Linked DNA regions of Zea mays: region 2 is linked to region 1. The links are chromatin contacts, called in public Hi-C maps. All regions are on one chromosome and are shown on one strand. Each heading gives the region's core, a stretch centred on a gene start, on an enhancer-like site or on the middle of the called end of the contact. The rest is flanking DNA. Distances are from core to core; before and after follow the strand shown. Region 1 holds the start of LOC100272643. Region 2 holds the start of LOC103652919 (pentatricopeptide repeat-containing protein At5g06540).

The links. A called contact is a pair of places that touch in the nucleus more often than the background predicts.
Region 2: a contact with region 1 is called in a Hi-C map of endosperm, with 3 times the contacts expected there. The contact joins the promoter of LOC103652919 here to the promoter of LOC100272643 in region 1. A contact is called at or near these places in 8 of 25 Hi-C or Micro-C datasets (bundle sheath, ear, endosperm and 4 more).

What each region holds. Positions count from the first base shown.
Region 1 is chr4:20,376,747-20,384,622 of Zm-B73-REFERENCE-NAM-5.0, forward strand. LOC100272643 reads right to left here and starts at 4,303. Exons shown (of 7, transcript NM_001147102.1): 1 at 4,172-4,303; 2 at 3,810-4,058; 3 at 3,596-3,668; 4 at 1,952-2,283; 5 at 1,120-1,261. The coding sequence starts at 4,238.
Region 2 is chr4:20,593,595-20,601,470 of Zm-B73-REFERENCE-NAM-5.0, forward strand. LOC103652919 (pentatricopeptide repeat-containing protein At5g06540) reads left to right here and starts at 4,460. Exons shown (of 1, transcript XM_008679912.2): 1 at 4,460-6,643. The coding sequence starts at 4,516. The coding sequence ends at 5,952. LOC100217198 (ELMO/CED-12 family protein) reads right to left here. Exons shown (of 8, transcript NM_001143557.1): 3 at 7,171-7,286; 4 at 7,016-7,070; 5 at 6,811-6,931; 6 at 6,676-6,723; 7 at 6,480-6,574; 8 at 6,135-6,389. The coding sequence ends at 6,291.

The DNA.
Region 1 (7,876 bases), core at 3,053-5,552:
CATCTTCCTTGGTGAGCTCATCCAACATCACTGCTACATCTCTTATGGAGCACTACATTGTGCCTCAGGATGCTAGGCTACATCTTCCACAAGTGGAAGTGCAAGCCATCAATTAACACCCACATGCGACAACAATGCTACTTGTCAATATGGGTGTTGCCCACGAGATCATCAATGCCTCAAGGACATCAACTGTTCACCATGATATGACGGTTCCAACCTCCCCATAGCTACATTGGGTCACTTTGCTACCACGTCCTTGATAGGACAATCCACAACCATCTCTTGCCCATGGTGGTAGGACGATTGCAAGTGCTCTTGGAGACACGATAGATGGCGACTGCCCTTCCTCTCGATGACACCTCCAAATGGATTATGAACGCACAAAGTCATGGGAGAATGATGTCATGGATCCAAATGGGCCTGTTCATAGTAGGTTGAGCGTTTGAGGGTCACGACTTCTCTTGGATGGTCCAACCCCTCATCCACAAGGAGAAATACACATCCAATTAGAGCTTGAAGAAGATAGGAATGAATAAACTCAGACTAGGAAAGATAGAGCTTGTTTAGAATAAGGAGAGTCCAAACCTATAAGAATTACATCTAGTTTTCTTAGGGAAAAAGTCATGGGAGTGTAAATATAGGGGACATGTACGGATATGAATAAAGCAAGAAAATAAAGGATTACTCCTCAAGCTCTATGCACCCCACCCTAGCTCCTTTGCGCCTACCCTCTCCTATCATCATCACCGCCGCCCCCTGCATCTGCCTTAGGTCACCAGCCTTCCCTTGAATATTGGCGATCATGGTCCCTAGGGATGGCAAAACTCCCCGTCGGGGAAGGGCCCATGAAGATTCGACCCGTTCGGGGTGGGTATGGAGATGATTTCTCCCCCGCAGGGCTAAACGGGGTGGGGACGAGGAATGGGTTTCGGGGAACAAGGCGGGGATGTGGGGCTAGCCCTAGCCCCACCCACCCCGTTGCCATCCCGAGTGGTCCCCCATCGCCTTCCCATCCCTTGTCCTTCTAACTCTGTCCCTACAATATATGCAACACCTCCTACCAATATAGACCCATCACAGAACTATATTTGTAGCAAAAGATGTAGAACAACTAACACTGTATCAGATCCATCTTGGTGAGCAAGTAAACCTCTGCCATGACATGCACCACACTGGGTCATCTGATTTGCTTTATAAAACCCGTGAGCCTGACCAGCATTGCATGTAGGGCATGGTTTCTCTCCACGACCCTCACAATCTGTCAAAAAAAATAAACAACTAATAGCTACCATGTTAAAATTAAAATGACTATAAATACATAGCAACAAAATTATGAAGAAGGTACTTTCTAAGGTGCAATGTGAAAAAAGGACACTTAGCTAGGTGTCCCTAACTTAAAAACAATGTTAAGATTAGTAGCATGCATATGTTCTTATGGCCTGTTGGTGGCAAAAGATAGCACAATATCAGCAAGTAGGGGTATGGCCGAATGCACCCATGTTAGTTATTATGGCATCATATGTGAGGACATGAACTGAAAGGTATTTCCATCATAGGAACATTCAAAATGCAGGAACAGATGCTGTAAGCCTACATAAGCAAATTAAGTTGCTATATGAATGCATTTAATATATTAAAGGAAAAGTAAGGTTAGTGCCACTGTGTTAATTACGTTGTCTGATATTTTCCATTGCCCTTTTTGTAATATTGAGACTCATGCTGTTCATTAATGCCACTGCTGATCAAATTTAGTGGCAAAACTTGTTACAGTCTTGCCATGGGTGTGATAGTGGTGTACACATAATAACAGGTTTTACACATTAGTGTCATGAATCCAAATATTACGAAAGCAATGTCAAATATCATAACCATAATTAAAATAGTGGTACAAATCTAATTCTCTCATTAAAGGAAAATCAGAGGGCACTGAAAGAAAAATACACAGTACCTGAGCACTTTTCAATAATATCTGAATGTGGAATCTTGACAGTCACTTCTTTCTCTGGTACAAAAAGTACAGGAAACTTAGACCTCAAATCAAGTTCCCACAATCCAGGCAAAGGACCTTTTTCTCTTCCATCTATATTCCCACTTTCAAAGGGCTCCTTTTTTGTAATAATGTATCTTTCCTCGATGAAGGTTTCCAAGGTGCCAACATAGACATTGCAGTCCTCAATGGAGGTAATTTTCCATGTGCGGGCAGGGTGACTTCCCCAACAGCATCGATGTCCAATATGGTCAATGAGTAGCTGTCGGATCTCCACCTCATCCAGTACATCCCTATCAGTAGATCGAACCATTCCATTGTCAGCATAGAACAACAGTCATACCAACAAAAAGACAGAATCACAGGACAGAAGGGGAGGGAAAATGATACGCAGGGAAGCAACAGTGCACTTGTTTTCAAATGGGAAAAATATGGTATTTAATCTATTTAAGCTTGGTGCAAAACGGGTAACTCCTGTTCTTGACACCATTTAACAGTTTTGGCCTTAAGATACTCCATCAAGCCAACTGATAATGGGAGTTCCCTGGAGCCTTAGTCTTCTTTTATCAAGACATCATCCTTCAACTGTATGCCCAATTATTCCTACTCTATTCACTACTTGCTGTATACATGAATTTGCTAGAAGTCTGGTCCTCGAATTCGATTATTATCAGTTAATTTAGGTCAGTTATTACCAAATTTCTTTCAAATATAACAAATTGACCTTTTAGCTTCTGTCATTTAAGTCCTGGTGCAAGTTATACATAAATGTGTTAGCTTGTTACTTATGGGTTATCTGAATGTTAACAGGAGACGTAAAACTAGAACATCTGAACTACTAGTGTTTCAAATGTTTCATGATTTCTAATCATTATGGAATTCACAGGTGTACTGAGGTGCGGTCAGAGACCTTTTCCTGAGTCCTCTAAGCAGTTGTGAATGAAAAAAATGATTTTCATATAAAATTTAGATAATCAAGGAATATTCCATCTCTATGGAAGTTTGTAGCTCATCAAAGATCATACACTTACGGTTTATCTTAAAAGAGAATATTTTGTGCAATCAATCATGCAATCAAGTGATCTGGTGCATCTAATCAAAATCGAATGGTGGTTGCTATTGCTATTTTAGGTGGAATGAGTTAAATGTAAAATAGGTACTCCTTCCGTTCTTTTTTATTTGTCGCGGTTTAGTTAAAAAATGAACTAGCGGGCGACCAATATTCGAGAACGGAGGTAGTACTATGTTTCAAGTGAAGGAGTTAAGTGTCCTCCATTGTTACTAGAGGATTATCTACTTAAGTCTTCATTGCAGCCAATACTAATAGCATACATGATGTCTCATTTATCATCATTTTACAAAATGGCATATTTGCAGAGCTCATGGATAATCCAGTTACATCAGACATCTACCATCAAAAAATGAATTGAAGGATAATAGGATTACTGATATGTTGAGTGATCATACTCATTATGAAAAATGAGAAAAAGTTAAGCATCCTCAATGATAGCTTAGTTTGGCACTTCTGAGCTACGAACATATTTCAACTAAAAGGCAGAAACAGCATATGACGAACTAGCATTTCGACTGAAAAAAAAAACTCACCTCCCGACGCTCTCAGAAGGTTGGTAACTGCCACCATACGGATATGGCCCTTGAGGAACAATCGCCAACCCTTCTGCAGATGCAACCCACAACCCAGCACCAGCAGTTTCAACAAGACAACAACTCCTTCAGTTGGTGAAAAATCGGAAGGGAAAAAGGACGATTATGTGGAGGCCGGTGGGGGAGAAGCAGAGCACCGACGGCGGCAAATTACCATTTGGATGGGGAGACGGTGGGGCATGAGATGGGGACGGGGAGAGCATGGCGCTATGAATGGACGGCGGGTAAGCATAGGCGTTGTCGCCGTTGGGAGGTGGGCCCTGGAACGTGTGGAAGCCAGCGGCGGACCTGACCTCGTCGGCGCTCACCTCAGGCCCTTCCCAGCCCCCGCCACCGCCGCGCAGCACTGAAGAGGTGCTCCGGCCCAGGAACTGGTACTGTTGCTGCTGCGGGTCCGCCGCGGCTGCAGAAATGAGGTCCCACAGATGAGCTGATGACGGGATGGGATCGGGAGCAGATGATTTGAACGCCCGCGTCGGTGTTGACGACGGTGGCGGCGAATGGAGCGGAATCTACCTGGCGGGGTGGAGGAGAGGAGGGGGCGGCGTTGCTCCTCGCCGTCGCGCTCCTCCTCGACACCCATGGATCCAGGGACTGTGTTTGGTCGGGGGAGGACAGGGCCGGGATTACCGAGTCCAAAGACTCCGCTGCGCAAAAGGGCACAAGTGCACCGCGCGCCATCTGGTGAGTGGGTGTTAAATACTGAAGCAGCTTGCGATGGAGTCGTTGCGAAGGAAGCGAACTGTCAGGACCAAAACGAACGGAAAACCGACAGAAAGTACCTCTACCATTTCCTTTTTTTTTTAGGAAAATAGAAAGGAACCGGCAAGCCCGTCAGGCCGGAGCCAGAAACGGTTCGAAAATGAAAAGAGAAGGGCGTGAATAGCAAACTAGCGTGAGAATATGTTTAAATGCAAGACGACATTACACAATAAAGTTGAGCATTTGGTTTAAATAGTACTCCCGGTCCTAAGGCCATGTTTGGTTTCAATTAATCCTAGGCCTAAACTTTAGTTCCTACATGTTTGGTTCTAGGTTCTAGGCACTAAACAGATTCTAAAGTCATTAAATACAATGTCCAAAGACTTAAATGTCCTTAGAATATACTCATAATATTAGTTATCCATAAAAAAAGTAAGGGCAACATGATAATTATGAGCTTTTAGTCTCTTTTAGCACCTATGTGAAAGACTAAAAACTAAATCATTTTAGTATATATTTTAGTCCTAGTGTTTGGCAAAAAAGAGACTAAATGGGACTAAAAACTAGAGACTAATCTTTAGTCCCTCTAACCAAACACCCCCTAAAATATATTTTTCTAGACTTCATTTTCATCTTCAGGAGTAATGAAATGAACACCGTACTCCTGCTGATGCCATTCATTCAGATCAGCTGGATAGTTAGGCACTAGAGTATTGTATTAGCGAGGAGGCATGTTTAAACCCATGTGTGCTGCAAACTACCTCAAGTTGTCATTATGCTTTTGAGCCTTGCGACGCTGCTATGCAGTGTCAACGACGTGGCTGCGATAAATAGCGAACAACCCAGCAATACCTCAAGCTAGGCGCAACAAAGGACTAGGCCTCCTTCCGTGATCCCTACGTCGACCGCCGCGGTCCATCGGACCAGAAGCGATAGCAGCACAAGAGGAGGACTCATCGAGGGGAGGCTAAGGGGGTGGCTCATCGGAGGAAGCTAGATCGCTAGAGCCAGCTGGAGCCCGCTTTGACCCGCTGAAAGGAAAATGTGTCCTTATACCATTTCTATAATGTTTTGGTGATTAAGTGTTCAACACATAGTGAGTGAGTTGTTATGTGCTAAACAAATAAGAAGTGCAAATCATATAACAAGGTATGTTTCTAGACTTAGGGCCTGTTTGGCATGGCTCCAGAGCAAAACTCCAAGGAGGAGCTGACCAGAGTATGCCAAACACTCTAACTCCAGAGTTGTAAACTCTATGGAGTTTTTGGAGCTACAGTACAATTTTTTGGAGTACCTCTTTTGCTGCTCTGAAAACTCCAAAAAAGCAACCTAGTCATGGAGTTTTGAGTTATTTACCCGCCATTGCCACTGGTTATGAGAAACAATCTAAACTCTGGAGCAGAGCTGCTCCACCCAGAGTTTTAGAGTAGAGCTGCTCTGGGGTGGAGCAGAGCCATGCCAAACACACCCTTAGTAATTGGTTTTATTCAGTCAAACAACAACTCTGGTCAGGTGCACCGGACTGTCCGGTGGTGCACCAGACAGTGTCCGATGCGCCAGGCTGGTCTCCGATGAAAAGTGCTGCTCTCGGGAATCGACTGCGGCGTACGACTAAAAATCACCGGACTGTCCGGTGAACCAACGGTCGCCAGCGCCAACGGTCGGTCGTGCAATCTTCGCGCGACACGTGGTCACGCCAACGGTCGGCAGGGGCACCGGACTGTCCGGTGTGCACCAGACTGTCCGGTGTGCACCAGACAGTGTCCGGTGCGCCAACGGGCCCGAAGCTGCAACGGTCGACTGTGCCCGATTTGGAAGGAAATCAAGCACCGGACAGGCTACAGTAGCTGTCCGGTGGCGCACCGGACCACTCGACAGAAGGCAAGGATGACCTTCCAAGTTTGCCTCCAACGGCTCCTAGCTGCCTTGGGGCTATAAAAGGGACCCCTAGGCGTATGGAGGAGCTACCCAAGCATTCTCTAAGTATTCTCAAGCATCCAGACTCCACTCTCGCGCATTCGCTTCATTGTGTTAGTGATTTGGGCTCCATTCGAGTTGTGCACTCCCTGAGTTGTTATTTGAGCTCAAGTCTTCACTTGTGTGCGTGGTTGTGCTGTGTATTTGGGTCTTGTGTGTGTTGCTATTCCCAACCTTACTCTGTGCTTTCTTTGTGATCTCAAATTGTAAGGGCGAGAGACTCCAAATTGTGGAGATTCCTCGCAAACGGGAAAAAGGCTATAAGGAAGAAAGCTGTGGTATTCAAGTTGATCGTTGGATCACTTGAAAGGGGTTGAGTGCAACCCTCGTCCATTGGGACGCCACAACGTGGAAGTAGGCAAGTGTTACTTGGCCAAACCACGGGATAAAAATCGCGTGTCTCTTGTGTTGCCTTCTCTGTGACTGTTTTATCCACAAGAACTCGCTTCGAAACTACTTAGTTGCGCTAACTAAGTTTTGTGGCTATTTAGTGTTTGATTTTACAGGATCACCTATTCACCCCCCCTCTAGGTGCTCTCAATTGGTATCAGAGTCGTACTCTTCATCTAAGGGACTAACCGCCCGAAGAGATGGATCCTAAGGGAAAGGGGATGGTGGCCAACGACAAGAAAAATGAGTCTGTCCTCAACGAGCCAAGAGAGGACAAGCCTACTGACTCAGGCTCGAGTCAAAAGAAGAGAGAAGGGAAAAAGAAGAGGCGCATTAAGAAGATCATCTACTAAGACAGCGATGCCTCGTCTTCTTCACCACACGACGACAATGACGACTCTTCAAAAAGGAAAACGGTCAATCAAAACAATTCATTTGATTACTCCCATATTCCATTTAATTCAAATGCTCATTTGCTATCAATTCCACTTGGGAAACCTCCACACTTTGATGGAGAAGACTACTCTTTCTGGAGTCATAAAATGCTTAGTCATTTATTTTCTCTCCATCCTAGTATCTGTGAGATTGTTGAAAACAGAATGCATTTTGATAGTACTGACAATCCCGTTTCATAAATGAGCAAATACATAAAAATGCACAAGCTACTACTGTCTTTCTAGCTTCACTTTGCAGGGATGAATATAATAAGGTGAGTGGCTTGAACAATGTCGGGTATCATAATTAGGGGTACCCCCAACACTCCTAAACGCGACTGGAAAACATCTTCAGAGCAAACCATAAACAGCTGATAAAGCGCGGTTCAAGTCAGGGCCTCGTCTACCAAGGGACGCGACCTCATCTGAGCCCAGCCTTGGCCTCGGACGGGAACAGTAGTCCCGGGCGGATTCACGCCTCGCCCGAGGGCCTCCTCAGACAGTGAGCGCACCCTCGGCTCACCTGAAGCCCAGCTTGGGCAAACTCTATCGTACAACGACCTCGGCCGGATCGCCCTCCCAACCGACCGTATCGCATGCGCATTTAATGCGGGGATCGCCTGACACCTTATCCTGACGTGCGTGCCTCAGTCGGCAAGGTCGAAGTGACCGCAGTCACTTCGCCCCTTTACTGACCGATCTGACAGGAAAACAGCGT
Region 2 (7,876 bases), core at 3,210-5,709, 220 kb after region 1:
GAAGGGGAAAGGGTCAAGGCCCTGGAAGCCTGACCCCTTCATCCTAGGAGTCTCAACGCTATGACGTGGTCCTGCGGTGACCCCCATGCCGTTCTCACTCTCAGAGTGATTGATCGCTTCAGGAGCCTCGACTTCATCATCGACAAAGATGACGAGATGGTCCAAGCGTCACCCACCTGACCTTCACCGCCCAAAAACCCGAACATCGTTGTGGAAGCACTCGGCGGCCTCAACCTTACCCTACAGGGGCAAGGTACAGAGCAGGGATTGTCCTTGCCCTCCAAGGCCTACAAAATAAGGCGACACATTGCAACCCATATGGGCCCTGACCTGTCATATGACGATCTGCGAGCCTTCTTCTCATCCTACGTGGATCTTTTCACATGGTATGACGAGGAAAGGTTGCCTTGCCATGATGACTCTAGTAGCAGCCCTCACACGTTTCCACCTCACTAGTGCCATGCTCCGGGGGTGATCGTGGCCCAGAGCCACCTCCCAACTACCGATGACTTGGAGTTTGTCGGGATAGTCGAAGGTGGTGGATACCTCATTTTTGATGCCCTTTGCTCAGGCTCAGGCTCGGACCTTGTCTCCCCAACAAGCAGTGAGGACAGACCTCCCAACGATGAGGAAAATGAAGGACACCTTATCCTCGCGACCCATGTCCCCCCTAGAAGGACATGCGTTGTCGGTGACACTAGCAAACTAGGGTGCTACATGAGGCAAGACCCTAAGGAACCCCCCCCCCCCCCCCCCCGTAGTTCCCGGTCGGAACGGGTTCACATCCCGCTTGTATTTCCTCAGCGTTTGTCAATAAAAAGAGATTTAAAATTGTTCCTAGTGTCGGACATAGGAAAAAGGGGGTGGACCCCAACCTAGGCCCGACTCAATCTCTCTATCGACCTCTCTCTCTTCCTTTCCTTTTCTCGCCTCCTCTCTATAACTCACAGGGTAGGCGGCACGACGCTGAGGACACCGGAGGAGCAAGGCAAATACGGAGGAGTCAACGGAGTGATGTGCGGGAACCCCCACCGACAAACCAGCGACATTACTCTTGCCTTTCAAAACTAATCGTTTGGAACCTTCTTATTTTACTTTGAAAGGGTGCCCAACGAAATGCGTTGCTGCATCGTGCCTCCCTCCTACCGAACCCTCAACGGGGAGGGGGCCAAGGACAACGTAACCTAGAGTCCCTGCAAATGGACCCTAAGGATGGGAGACATGTAGGTCGACCCTACCCTCATCCTTATTAGAACGGACCTAAGGGACAAGTGGCGTGAATGGAGGGGGCCACTAAGGAAGCTGGTCAAGACTATGAACGCTTACGCCTCGAAAGCTATAATTATGGACGCCAGTGGAATTTTGGGTCCTGAAGTCATAGATACCTACCCCCAAGTGGACGAATGCTAACAAGGACGAAGCAGGAAAAGGCGCATGAAACCCTAACATCAATCATTAATTTATTCCCATTCTTACAAATTCTTTGGAAAAAAATTAATCCTAGTTATTTATTATTAGGAAACGTGAAATACAACTCTCTACTCAGTGCTAGGCGAAGGGTTCAATCGATGCTTCCAGGTCTTCGGGTATTGTTATCTCACCATCCATTAGCATGACAGAGGCATTCTCGATCCCGCTTGATCGAGTCGTCAAGATGAGACCCAGTCGTGACCAGTGCGTGGTGAACCCCGAGCCAGAACGCATTAGCCTCTAGTTCCCGAATGCGGCTAGCGATGAGCGCCATCAAGGAGGTCAGGGCGAACAAATCCTTTGATTGTGAAATCCCAAAACGATCGAGTTTGAGATCAATGGCCGCACACAGACTGGAGTGCTTAGTGTCAAAAGCCTACAAATAGTCTTCCGCGTGTGAAAGCTCTCCTATCACCTCTCCTAGTGAAACAAAAAATCCCATGAGGATCGCCGAAATTCGGAAAGTCAAGAAAGCGAAGAGGGAAGTACATGAATCTTACCCTCTGATGAGGCCCTCAACAAAGAGCGTTCAATGCCACTTTCTGGTAATGGCGCCTCATTAGGGTCTGACTGGACCCTCGTGAGGCCACGCCTCGCCTCAGGCACAAGATTCGTGGGCTCGGCCCCCCTTTTGATCTCGTGACCAGCCTCAACCACCACCTCGTATAGGATGACGAAACTTTCGTGTCCCTTTGACAGGATAGGCTGTCGCCATATGTTTCATAAAAAAATAAGGTTACTACATGATAAACATATGAATTTAATGCAATTGGAATTGATGAAAAAGGAGTTAAAATGAATTACTTATGAATTAAACAAGATTATAGAATTATTTGTATACTAGAAATCATTTTCTATATTAATTTACTCAATTTATTTAACTTCTGGGTTGTGGCTAGGATTTTCTAATAGTTCAGGGTTTAGATTGTTAAAATCAGGACATATCTGCTATGTTTTCAACATAGAGGGGGACGACGGGTTGATATGTAAAAAGGGTAGGGCTCTTTTACAAAATGGGATCGACGAAGGGGTATCCTTGCACTGGAGCCGATGGATCTTGGATCTACGGTCAGGATTAAATTATCATTATAATGAATCGGTCTTCAATAGGAACCCTAAGATAATGTATGCACGACCCGGATTTTATGTTGATCAAACCGACGTGGTTCGCCTGATCTATCATCAACGCTCCAGATGCCTTCCCCCCGAACTGGTATCCTACTTCTAATCCGGGCCATCGACGTTGGATCCGACGGCGCACGGACCCGCAACACTATCGGACGAACAGGGCGGCGCCGCCCCCAACGTGCACGACGGAGGTTCGCCGAAGCAACCCTGATTCCCAACTCGACAACCTAATTCGATCCCTGTTCGGTGCTATGCGAAGAAAAGGAGGTGACGACGGCAGCGTGGCAGTGACTCCCGGCCACGGTGCACGGCGGACACATGGTGGAGCTTGTGCCCCGACAACAAATTCTGAGGCCCTTGGTCACCAATCCACCGCAGCGAGGCCACAGACACTATCCTCGAGGCACGGTGAAACACCTAGGCATGATTCCGAGGACACGACGACGAGCTCACTAATTTGAATCGGGCCGCACCCACACCCTCTCTTGGTTTCTCTCAGCAATGGCCGGTGGTGCATGGATTCCTAGCACAGATGGATGGGGAAGGGGGAGGTCGACGATACACGACTCCATATATGGACGAGGTGAGACAGTTGGGGCGCCAGCTAACTCCCCGCTGGCGGCGAGATTGGCGGCGGGTTGTTATAGAGGGAAGCCGCGAGATAAAAGATGCATAAGAGCCCGGTGGTCCACTTGGCAGCGAGTATGGCACGGGTGCTGTACTGAATGGCTGAGCAGTGGGCCCGACATGCAGTACTTGGCACGGGCGCGCCTCACCTGCGATGGGTGACTGACCAGTGGTCCGGTGATATCAGCCACAGGACTGACGCGGGGGCACGTTGTTGCTTCGGTGTGGTTGGTCTTTGGTCCCACATGTCGGTGCCGCGATGTTGTGAGGGACGGTGACGGACTAGCGGGCCCCTCCCCCGGGACAGCGCGCGCCCTGGGTCTGCGGCGTGAAAGGTAAACCCCAACCCTTTTCGTAGGCGGTTGTCTTCTCTTTTGTTTTCTTCTTTTCTTGTCTTTTTCTATTTTCAAATTCAAGGATTCAAACTAAATTTAAATTCCTGTTTTGAACTTCAACCTTCCAAATATCCAATAAAATCCTAATATGAATAATACTTCTACGGTTTGAAATAGTATTATTTTTTTCTTTCCATTCTTTAATTCTTTTGCTCCCATATTCTCAGATCTCAAATTTCAATTTGAAGCTAGATTTGTTTTAAATATAAGTTTGAGTTTGATGCACAAACAAAGAAATTGTAGCATGATGCATAAGTTCACGTGTTTATTTGATATTTATCTAAAAAGGAAATATGTCTCAATAATAAGTCACATAATCAAAATGACTCTTTTATTATTTCTTAAATGACTAGAGTCCTAGAGACTATATTCCAGGCTTTACAGCCAAGTCCAATATTTGGCTTGGGAGATATTTAAGGAGTTGTTTGAGAATGGTCCCTTTTTTTATCTATTTGACAGGGAGATGGTAATATAAATCCATGCTTAAACCCAACTTTTTTTAAGAAAGGATTTGTTCGCTGTTCCTGATAGTCTTGCTAGATTTGTTCGCTGTTCCTTGGAAAACAGGGGAAGAACTCCCCAATCCCCATACGTGCCCCCGACGCCTGCGCAAGCCATCCGGATTAGACGTTGGCAACTCGGTGTATATTTGTGCCAAGAAGCTTAAGCTATGGGTTTGAAGCACCAAATAAATTAGGAGTACATAACAAGAGCTATTGAATATGGTTTTTCTACTATTTCTCTAAAATAAAGTTTTAAAAAAACTATTTTGGAGCTGTTGGACAGAGATGCTCAAATACATACCTAGACAGACTTTTGATTACCATTCTTCCTTTTCCGCTCGGCACCTCCCCATCTACGGATCTACCGAGCATCGAAGGCACACGATCCAAATATGCCTTCGGCGCCGCTCGTCGCGGCTGCCATCGGCACGCGCGTCAGCCTCCGCCCGAACCTCTCACTCCTCGCCGATCGTTGCGCTACACCTTGCGCCCTAGCCCGCGTGCACGCCGCCATGCTCGTCTCCGGCCGCCTCGCCGAGGACGCTTTCGCCGCGTCCCGGCTCCTGGACGCCTACGTCGCGCTCTCTCCGGATCCCGCTGCCGCCGCACTCGCGCTCCTCTCCTCCCTGCCCTGCGCGCCCAACTCCTTCATGTTCAACACCACGCTCCGCGTGCTCGCTTCCTCCCCGGACCCGGCCACCGCATTCCCCTTCTTCTCCCGCATCCACGGCACTGGAGCCCTCGTGCCCGGCCGGCACACATTCCCCTTCCTCCTGAAGGCCGCCGCGCGCCTTCCGCTCTCTCTCCCCGTCACCGAACAGCTCCACGCGCTCGCCGTCCGGCACGGGGTCCACCTCGATGCCTACGTCGCCAATGGCCTCGTTCGGGCCTACTCCGTGGCGGGCCTTCTCCGCCCCGCGCGCAGGGTGTTCGACGAGGTGCCCGAGCGGAACGCGGCCGTGTACACTACCATGGTCTCCGCGTACGCGCAGAACGGGAGGCACGAGGACGCGATGGCGGCGTTCGTCCAGATGGTCCGCGTGGGCTTCGAGCCCTGCGGCGCCGCGCTGGCCTCGGTGCTGTCTGCGTGCGCGCGGTCGCCGTCGGGCGGGCTCGAGATGGGCCGTCACGTGCACGACCTAATGGTGGCACGGGGCGTGGCAGTTGGTCCCATCCTCGGCACGGCGCTGGTCGACATGTACGTCAAAAATGGCGCCATTGAGGAGGCCTTGGCAGTGTTCGACGGGCTGCCAGAGCGGCGCGTGCCGGCTGCATGGAACCCTCTCATCTCGGGGCTGGCGAACCTCGGGCACGGTGAGCGTGCACTCGACTTTTTCAGACGGATGCAGCGGGAGGGTGTGCCACCGAATGCGACCACACTCGTCGGGGCACTCTCGGCGTGCTCCCACCCAGGGCTGCTGGACGAGGCCCGCCGGCTGTTCAGGTCCATGGAGAAGGACTTCGGGATCGTTCCAGGAATCCAGCACTACGGATGCATGGTGGACCTCCTTGGCCGTGCTGGCCTCTTATCGGAAGCGGAGGATATGATACGGGAGATGTCATGCAAGGCGGACACCGTGATATGGGGAGCACTCCTGACGGCCTGCAAGAACCACGGTGTCATTGAGATTGCGGAGCGGGCAGCGGTGGAGATGCTGAAACTAAATCCCAGTAACCATGGAGTGTATGTGGTACTGTCCAACTTGTATGCCGAGGCTGGTAGGTGGCAGGACGTGGACAAGCTGAGGAAGGTGATGAAGGGAGCGAGGCTCTCTAAAATCCCTGGGGCAAGCGCAGTTAATGGTGATGGGTCACTGGAGCAACCATAGTTATCGCCACCACAAGGAAATGTGCTGGTCTAGTTCCCCGTTGTGCTCATGAAAGTTTATGGCAATCCCCAGAAAAGATGATGCAGATAGGAGAATGATGGGTGGATCAAATGATCAATATTAGATATCTGACAAATGCTTAGACAAGTACAGAACATTGTAACACTTCTGAGAATGTGCATATCACCATCATTAGCCCAAATTAAGCATGATACCAGTACGTCATCACTCTACTTTGTTGCTAAAAAAAATCCTCCCAGAAATCAGACAAAGGGAGGTACTATACAGTTGAACCATCAACTCAGTTCTGTTCTCCGGCGAATTCGGTGTTTTGGTTACTAGCAAAGCAGGCTGTATGACGGCATGTCTTCGATGCGGATGACATCGTCCAGCATAAGCTCCCTCTCCAGCTGGGCTCGTGTCGACTTCAGCACCTCCTGGTAGTGGCACCACAAGCATGAGATCAGTAGAACATTTGCACTTTGAGTTGAAACATAGGATGAAATGTTCATATTCTCAGAACGTACATTGAAGTCCATGTAAGATGCATTCTTGTCCAGCCACTGCTTGTCCATCACAACAAATGCGACACAGTAGAGCAGATCAAATGCCCACTCATCCTCTGTGTCAAGGAAATCAAGAGCAAGTTGTTGGACACTGATGGCATTCTTTCACATGCCAGAGCAAAAAATAAAGAAAAAAAATCAACTATAACAGTCCTACCTGAGAGCATTTGGATAAAAATGGCTCGCACAAATGTTCTTGGCTTAGCTGTTGTTAACATTAACATCAAAGTTCAGAAAATCACATTTTGTAGTCATACCCAGGTGACATTGGAGAGTTCGGGTCAGTGCTTACTAGACTGGAGATCTAGCATCTGCATGATCATGAATGTAATATTTACACCAGCAACCGCAAATGGGTACTCCCATGTGGCTCTGTTACCGCACTGTTTATTTAGAAGTCTCTGAAACGATGCCTGCGGAAGTAAAAATAAGATTGTTACTCACCAGCAAGACTACGGCACTTTCAAATAATGAAACAGCCAGTACATATTGCTTACGGAGAACGTCTTGGCAAAGAACAAAAGATTCTCCAGGGATATGAATCCTGCGCCTCTGTCACAAAAGAATCAAAGGTCACTTGATTTGGTACTAGAGCTGCATGCACTTCCAAAGGCACTCTGAGGAATTCTGGTTTGGATTGGTCATTGTGTACCTAAAGTCAGTTGATGGGTCTCTTCCTTGCCAGCCCATGTCCTTCCACTGCTCAGATATCAAACCTTCAAGTTCTTGATCAGGGTATGTTGCATGCCAAAGAGCTTTCAGGGCTTCCTGTGTCATTGTTAGTATATTTGCTGTATCAGGGTTCAGTTGATTGAGATAGCAAAATAAACAGAGACATAACTAACCATGTGGAAAAACTACTGCCAAGCTGAGAAGTCAGCAGTAAACATTTTGCAATATAAATATGTACTTGCTGATTTCTAATGTATGCATAATTTTTTCACAATTTAGTACTACATAATTATATTTTTACGTTGTACCACATAACTATCCGTGTATAGAAACTAATGCCAACTGATTATGCAGTACTAAACATTTTGCGTAACTTTTTAGTTCCTAATTGCCATCATATATCTATGATTCAATACCAAAAAACTATGTAGCCAAGTACATAGGCTGATTTAATGATCTCAGTTCTCAGAAGTAGAGTTGTTAAAGTATTCAAGCTGAAAGTGATGCATGCATATATAGAATCTTAAGTACCCATGCAAGTAGTTGTACTTGTACAGGAAAGCACAAGATTCACAGTGGCAAAGAAAGGGTAAGTACTTTGTTTTAAACCTTGAAAAACAATACAATTGTTTTTGGAGGAAGTTCTATGCAATTCAGTACTTCCCGCATTGTATTGAGAAGCGCAA